2 separate regions of the Canis lupus genome follow, and region 1 is linked to region 2. The links are chromatin contacts, called in public Hi-C maps. All regions are on one chromosome and are shown on one strand. The core of a region is the stretch at or near the end of the contact, and the rest is flanking DNA. Distances in the headings are between cores, read along the strand shown. Region 1 has its middle 240 kb from the start of SYT16. Region 2 overlaps PRKCH (protein kinase C eta type).

Region 1 (3,622 bases), core at 790-3,289, 600 kb before region 2:
TGCTTAAAATTATTAAAGATATTTCACTAAGTGACTATGAAGACCAGTACTTTTAAAGTCTCACGATTATCAAAAAAAACTATACAGCTAGACCAGAATAAATGTTCAAATAGCTTTCTAAATAAAATTGTTCAATTATTTGTTTTTACAAAGAGAGGTAAAATCAAGGAAGAAACACAGCATGGTATATTTTCATGAACATGACTGCAATTTGCTAGGCTGGTTACCTACAGGAACTGCACATGGATAGCTCAGTACATGTGAAAGTTAAACACAGCAGTGGAGGGCTGAGCACTCATTAAACGACTGTATTCAGTCTTGAAAATTTCGTTTGAAATACTTGACACTCCATGGGTTTCTATCATCATGGCCGTAATGCAGATTAAATCTTTAAAAATCACCATGATCTCCTCTTGCAACTTGAAGAGTTCTCTTCACTTCCTTCATTCAGACATGCACCAGTTTGCTCATAGGGCTTCCGCTTGACATGTTCCCCAAGGCAAGCTGCCTAATTTGGCCCAGTCTATTCACATGGGTCTTAGAGAGGAAAATCTGCCAGCCCACAAATGTCCTTTCTACAGAAAATCTCTATTGACTTCTACCCAGCAACCATCTATATACACAACCCCTTATATTGATCTTGTAAGTCATGGTAATGCTACATTAGCATTTATTTCTCTGGATACATATTTAAACAGTAATTTCTTTTAAGGTAGTGATTACCTGGTAAAGCTGAATCAATCTGAAAAGTGTATTTCTAGGACAGCTTGAGAAAATCTGGTGAGAGTTCCCCTTTGCACAGCAAGCATTTCTCACAGCCTCAGGCTCATGAATGGCTACCTGAGATTTTGAAACACGGAGACAGATGCAAATAACATTGGAAGAGTCAGGACGGCCCTCACTTGAACTGGTTATCACGTCAGAAGAACCCATGCAATAGGAGGACCCTATCTAAGATGTTCTAGGTGGGGCTGTTCTGGACCAGATAGATAAATAGATAAACCTTCAAGCACACACAATCATTCTGGTGTTCTCCAGATTGAATTTTAAACATAAGGGATCTATAACTATCCTAAGAAATTTGCAAATAAGTGAATAACTGATTTCACCAATCATTTACGGGAGATCATTTTGGGGAGATTATCAGCAGGTTGATTTTTTGGAAAAATCACAGTCATATATACTTAATTTGTTTTCAAACACCAGATTTTGCATAATTTCAAGAAAAATTCTCTCTAAAGTAACAATCCAGCCGTTAGAACAGTAACTCAATCATTCTCTGTAAGACACACTACTTCTCACAGGATTTGAAATAGCCAAATGGCACTTTTTCTTTGAAGAGAGTTTTTCCTTAAAGGGCCATGCTGTACTGCACCTTTTCTACATGGATGTATGCTTACAGATCTCATCATCTTCTATATTTAGAGAGATGAGCTTTCCAAAGGAAGATAGGCAGCCAATGAGGAGGATCCCATCAAAAGAGAGGTGAGTTACTATGGTTACTTTTCAGGAGATTGAGTAACAGTGAAGGGCTGCTCCCGGCCAAATGGACCCTTTCCAGAGCAGGACCCAAAAAGATTGTTGCTCTCCATACGTGTTGATTCCATTAGTCCAGACTACACGATGTCATTTTAGCCCTAACCACAGGCTTTGCATGGGTGCCTACTGCTCCCAGCTCTCCTAGCCACACATGGGCAGCGAAGTCAAAGGAAAAACAAGGAGGGCTGAAAACTTCCGAGCACAAACCTAGAAACGACGGGCATGGGGAATCCTCCGGAACCAATTTCACGATTTAAAAAAAAAAAAAAAAAGAAAGAAAGAAAGAAACCAGGTTATGCGGGACCACCACCTGGCCGCTGTTCAATGACCGAGGGCAGAGTAGGATCCCAGAACAGTCCCTTGCCCTCACCCTCAATGAAATGGGTCCTTTCTGAGCCTTATTGTGCGTAAGTCCAGACATACCTTGCGAGCTGGGTCCGCTGACCAGGAGATGGGCGCATGCACCTGCTTCGTAGAGGCGCGGGGCTCGGGGCTCCGTCCCGCGTGTGCGGAGCTGTCACTCTTCGGAGGGGCGCTGACAGCGGCGGCGGCGGCGGCGGCAACTGCAGCTCGGCGGGCAGCCCTGGCTCCTGCAGGTCCGTCCCTCCAGGCTCTGAAGCGCCTCTCGCTCCGGGTTCGGAACGCGAGGCGGGCGCGCAGCTGTTCTCCGCTCGCATTGGACCAGAGGGAGCAGATGTTACCCGGTTGCTAGGAGCGTTGCTAGGAGGCGATGACGCCCCTCCACAGCTCGGAGCAACTTTCCTGTAGGTCGGGTGCGCTGGCGGGGGCTGCTGGGAGCCGGGTTTGAGAACTGCAGCGAGGAGGGGCAGCGAACAAAGAGCCCCAAACCGGGGGGCCGGAGAGCTGGGGAGCTGCGGGTGGGGGAGGGTCGCAGCTCCCGTGGGGCCGGGCGGGTGATGGGGCCGCCCCTCCCCAGCCAGTGCCACTCGCCGCGGGGCAGTAGCTGGGCGTCCCCTGGGGTGAGAGGGTTTGGGATTGGGAGTGGGACGGCACTTTCAGCAGAACTTGGTCAGTGCCTTTCCAACACTGAGACCCGCCGGGATGCTCTGCGCCTTGGGGCAGGAAGGACCCTGGCAGGAAGAGAGATGGTGGAGGGTGTGTGTGGCCTGGCTTGAGGCGTGCGGGATAAGGACTACAGGAACTTCTGCCTTCTGGGACTCTCCTCCCCAGCGTGTTTCTGTTTGTGTCTGCACAGTTGATAGATTTTGAAGAGGGAAAAACTAACCCATGAAATTCAGACCAGAGTCTCATTCCTCTACTGGGTATGGCTGCCAGTATGGTGCCAAAGATTTCAGAAAAATGCCCCTGTGGAGGGTCAGACATTCCCTTTATGGAGTGAGGAAGCCTTCGTTTTGATCCAGTGGCTAATTAAAAGTTCAGGCTAATATGTAAGTTTCTTTAAAAAATACACAAAACAGAAGGCTCTTTTCACAAAGGAAACTGGAGAAAGTATGCCTGTTTCAGTCTATTACACTGTAGTATAAATTCACCCAAAGGATTATATTGTCTCTGATGCTTCACTCAAGGCCTGCCCCCACCCCACCCCCTTTTTTTAACCAATGCTTTTTGCTGTCATTGTTCAATGGGGTTGTTATTCTTGGAGGGAAGGGACGATGAGAAGGTCAATGTGGACAAATCCAGGTAGCCAAGGGAGCCAAATTAAAGAAAGAAAAATGACCAACCTAGCAGAAGACGTTCGTCCAAAGGAAAGAGGGAATCCCTCAGAGAAGGAATCTTATTGAAGAGGGATATACACCACTTCCGTTGTTCCCTATAGGGTCAGGCCAGGGCCTGAGAGGAAGAGAGCACCACTGGGAACCAATTAAAAAGAGGAGTTGCCATCTTCAGAGCCAGGGCAGGGCTGCCATGTAGTGCTGTGTTGAGTCCTGCAATGGCAGACATTTTGCAAGGCTGGAGGGCTACACAAAGTAGCCCAACAAATCTCACTGGCCACTGCCTCTTCAGGTTCCCAGTACCAACTTAACAGCTATGACCAAACTTGGAGTTAACAATTTGTTAGCCCTTAGACTTAAGAAGCAGATAGCCTTATGCTAATAGTGAA
Region 2 (3,582 bases), core at 655-3,154:
CATTAATTCCCCTGCTATCAGAAACATAGGTTATCTCCCATTTTGGCCAATTTAAATACTACCATCATGAAAATCCTTGCATGCAAATCTTTAAAGCAGGGTGATCAAGAATCTAGGTGCTCAAGCAAGCTGCCTGGGTTCAAATCACAGCTCAGTAACCTGATCCTGTAATTTTGAGCAAGTTACCTACCCGTTGTCTCTGTGCCTCAGTTTCTTCTAACAAAGAAGATGTTATAGCCTCTGCCACACAAATTATTATGAGGAATGAATAAAAGCACATAAAGCACTTGGATTGGTGCCTGGCACATTCAATACACATGAGCTGAGCTGCTGTCATTATCATCATGATCATGAGCATTATCTATTTTCTTAGCTTTCTGGAAATGCAATCTTTTGGTACAAAATGTAAATCTTGAAGACTTCTGATACACTGTCAACTGGCCCTCCAGAAACGCTGATCACCAGCACAATGAGAGCTCCAGTCTCACCATACTGAACCAGAAGTAGGTGTGGCCTCCTCAGTGGGTAACCCACCCCATCTCAATGGTACAAGCCCTGTCACAGGGAGGGATCTACACAAAGGCAAGATGACTTGCAGATGTCCATCGTGGGACATTTATAAGACAAACTACCACTAGACAACAGATCAAAAGTCTAACATTCTGAAGCTCTTGACCTATTTAGCTGAAAACCCCCGGCTTATCTGGAGCAACTTCTAAGCAATGTTTTCAATAAACAACAACTGTGCAATTGCTTGAAGCTACAAGGATTTTACTTACTCAATCCAATAAAACAGTGATTATGGATATAAAATGGATCATCTTAAAAATCCAATTGCTTTTAGTAGTTTCTCCCCCAGATCTCTGATCATAAATATTGCAAGATAAAAAAACTTAACTAGCTTGAATCTCACTTCCTCCACTTAAATACTTCCCCTGGTTGGGCTGGTATTAGCTAGAAAACTCTAAGCCAGTATTTCTCAATCTTTTGTTTTAACCCATTCTTCTCTTTTGATAGACTTAAGATTCTTTTTCGTGTCGTACTGTCAAATAACAGGTAATTTTGGTTTTTTCACTTTTAAATATCATAACATTAAAGATACTTGGTTCAAGGGACAAATGACAAATGGCACTGCCTATTGTGCCACTTGGTCTGTCTTATTCCCATTACATTTTAGGAGCCCTGGTGCAGGCTGAATTCCTTAATCTATGCCCTTCGGAACAGTTGTCCCATGCACTAGAAATCCCCCTCATGGCATCAGCATCCCACCTGTCCATCCATGGGCTAAACATCAGACATTGCTAACACTTTCCTGAAATAAAGGAATATAATCTCAGTCCAAGTCCCTAATCTACCCATAACAAGGAAACAGGGTGGTGATTATGGACGTTTCTGGATAACCCAACAGTGACAGTGATGGTGCTTCCCTTCCTAAGTACCCAGAAACATTTAACAGTTAAGTCTAGAATTTTCCTAAACCGGATATCAAGCTAAACCTTTCACAAACCACAACAGTAGCCATGGCTCTTTCCCAGTGCTCTGCAGGCCCAGCCAGGAAGGCAGCAATAGGACATGAGTCTGGGAAGCAGTTGAGGCTCTAACGGTCACAGCAAGTGGAGGTGACTCAGGGAGGCTGTAAGACAAAACATGCCCACGGCAACTGACAACCCCACCCACTCCCAAGAGCCAAGAGGAAGGAACTCCTGATTGTCGCTGAGCTTGAGAGATAAATTCACAATCCATAAACAAAAACTGCAGAACAGCTAGACTCCAGAGCTGTGGAGAACCTCAAAGATCTTCAAGTTCAACCCCGTTAGAGGGGAGGAAGCAACTCCAGAGTTGCTAGTCAACTATACTGCAGGGGCCCCAGCTAAAAGGAAAACCCAGGGCCCTGGACTCCAGGGCTGTACCAGACCACAGGAAGCTAATTAAAAAAAAAAAAAAAAAAATCCTTCTTCTGCTTCCTGCTATATCTGCATGCTTGTTATTTCATGTCATATAACTGTATACAGAATCTTCTTGGTGGAACAAAATGCTCTTAAAAAATACAATAAATCTTGATTATTGTGTTTGCTGAGATTAGGAACTTTGCTTATGCCACATGCACTCATTTGGACTTGCCACATCTGAACAACGTCTAAATTGCAATACATTGCAAAAAGCAAAGTCTCACCGAGGTTGGAGAAATATTTCCGGGCTGGAGGCCCATTCCTGCCAGGGTCTTGGCTAGCTCCACTGCATTTACACCACAGTTAGGTGCCACGTTCGCCTGACATCGAATGTGGACATTCATCTTACATACTGGAGGGGGGGAAGAGAAGAGAATCCACATTCAGGAAGGTGCCAATTCAACATACACTGCAAAAAAGAACTTTAATAACCTGAAAGATGATGACAGAGGAATTGTACAGGCTGCACAATGCCATCTTCTCATTAAACTGAATTCACACTCCAAACAAACTCTGACATCTTTCCCATTTCCATTTTATGCAGAAGCAGAAAGCCTGGCACACTGATAAATAATAAATTTCAAATCCACTTTTTCACCGTGACTTGATGAAAGACATTCATCTAAATGATATGTAGTAGTCAAAGCCGATTTAACAGCATGATTCAATACAGAAATCAAAATGCTCATCCCAGTGAAGTTTCAGTCAATTAACAAGGCATCATGTCAATTGACTCTATGCTTTTGCCTGTATCCCTCAATAAAAGGTAGCAATCTAAATGCCACATATAGATTGCTGTTCAGACAGGATGGAAACGGTGTTTCTGAGAGAAAAACCTCTAAAGCTCTCTTTCTGAATATTGTTGTGGTTGGGTGGCCCTCACAGCACAGGGTACAGCATCCTGTGGGGCTGTGGTTCTCAGTGCTTGCAGCCTGTGCTTCTAACTACTTCACGGGGGAGAGAAGCAACTTTTTTAAAGGTCAAAGTAAATGGCAGTTGGAAGAGGAGAGAAGAGCAAGCTAAGTTCCTGGTGCAGAGGTAACTGACCTGGGAGGATGAAGGGACCCAAGGTCTAATCAGCAGAAAGTTCTGACACAGTTTCTTTACTGGGGCCCTGCTGATTGGGAGGCAGAACTCAAACCACAGGCAACATATTCCTGCATCAGGAGTGTCAACCCATCGTTGGAAGCATGCACAGATCCAGGCTCTGTGGGGTCTGGATTTATGTAATTTAGGGTGCTCTCTTTTAGAGAAAGAATATCCAATCAAGTGGAGAGTTCTGGAAGATACCCTTGCAGGGAAGGCACCCTGAGGCTTAAGCTTCATTAGCTTCATGGTGAAAGCCAGTACAGAGAAGCACACCTGCAGTGCCCTCTCTAAAGGACCATGTGACAATAAAAGCAAAAATTACAGGAGATGGATCATTGTGTGTGTGCTACCCTCAGGCCACGAGGGACAAGAACAATGCAGATGAGCCCCACGCCTGGCCCTGCGTGACAGCAACAACTATACAAAAGCAGAAAGTGACTTTTGCAATGAAAGCCACACCTAGGGGTCACCATCCAACTTCAGATCAAGCAGTGCCTGAACCAAAGCTACACATGAGCTGGTTGCTGTTTTGGTTGAAAAAGAA

Evidence for each region. Hi-C and Micro-C count contacts between places; a contact is called where the count stands out from the background.
Region 1: a contact with region 2 is called in a Hi-C map of skin fibroblasts, with 3 times the contacts expected there. The contact joins two enhancer-like sites. A contact is called at or near these places in 3 of 9 Hi-C or Micro-C datasets (amygdala, blood and skin fibroblasts).

Annotation. Positions count from the first base shown.
Region 1 is chr8:37,228,653-37,232,274 of UU_Cfam_GSD_1.0, reverse strand. No RefSeq gene overlaps it. Among named protein-coding and RNA genes, the nearest start is that of SYT16, 240 kb to the right of the region's middle. Within about 2 kb of position 2,039, at least 3 of the 20 cell types and tissues checked have an H3K27ac peak or open chromatin away from gene starts, as enhancers often do.
Region 2 is chr8:36,627,758-36,631,339 of UU_Cfam_GSD_1.0, reverse strand. It overlaps PRKCH (protein kinase C eta type), which reads right to left. Exons shown (of 14, transcript XM_038544885.1): 7 at 2,174-2,301. Among named protein-coding and RNA genes, the nearest start is that of PRKCH, 130 kb to the right of the region's middle. Within about 2 kb of position 1,904, at least 3 of the 20 cell types and tissues checked have an H3K27ac peak or open chromatin away from gene starts, as enhancers often do.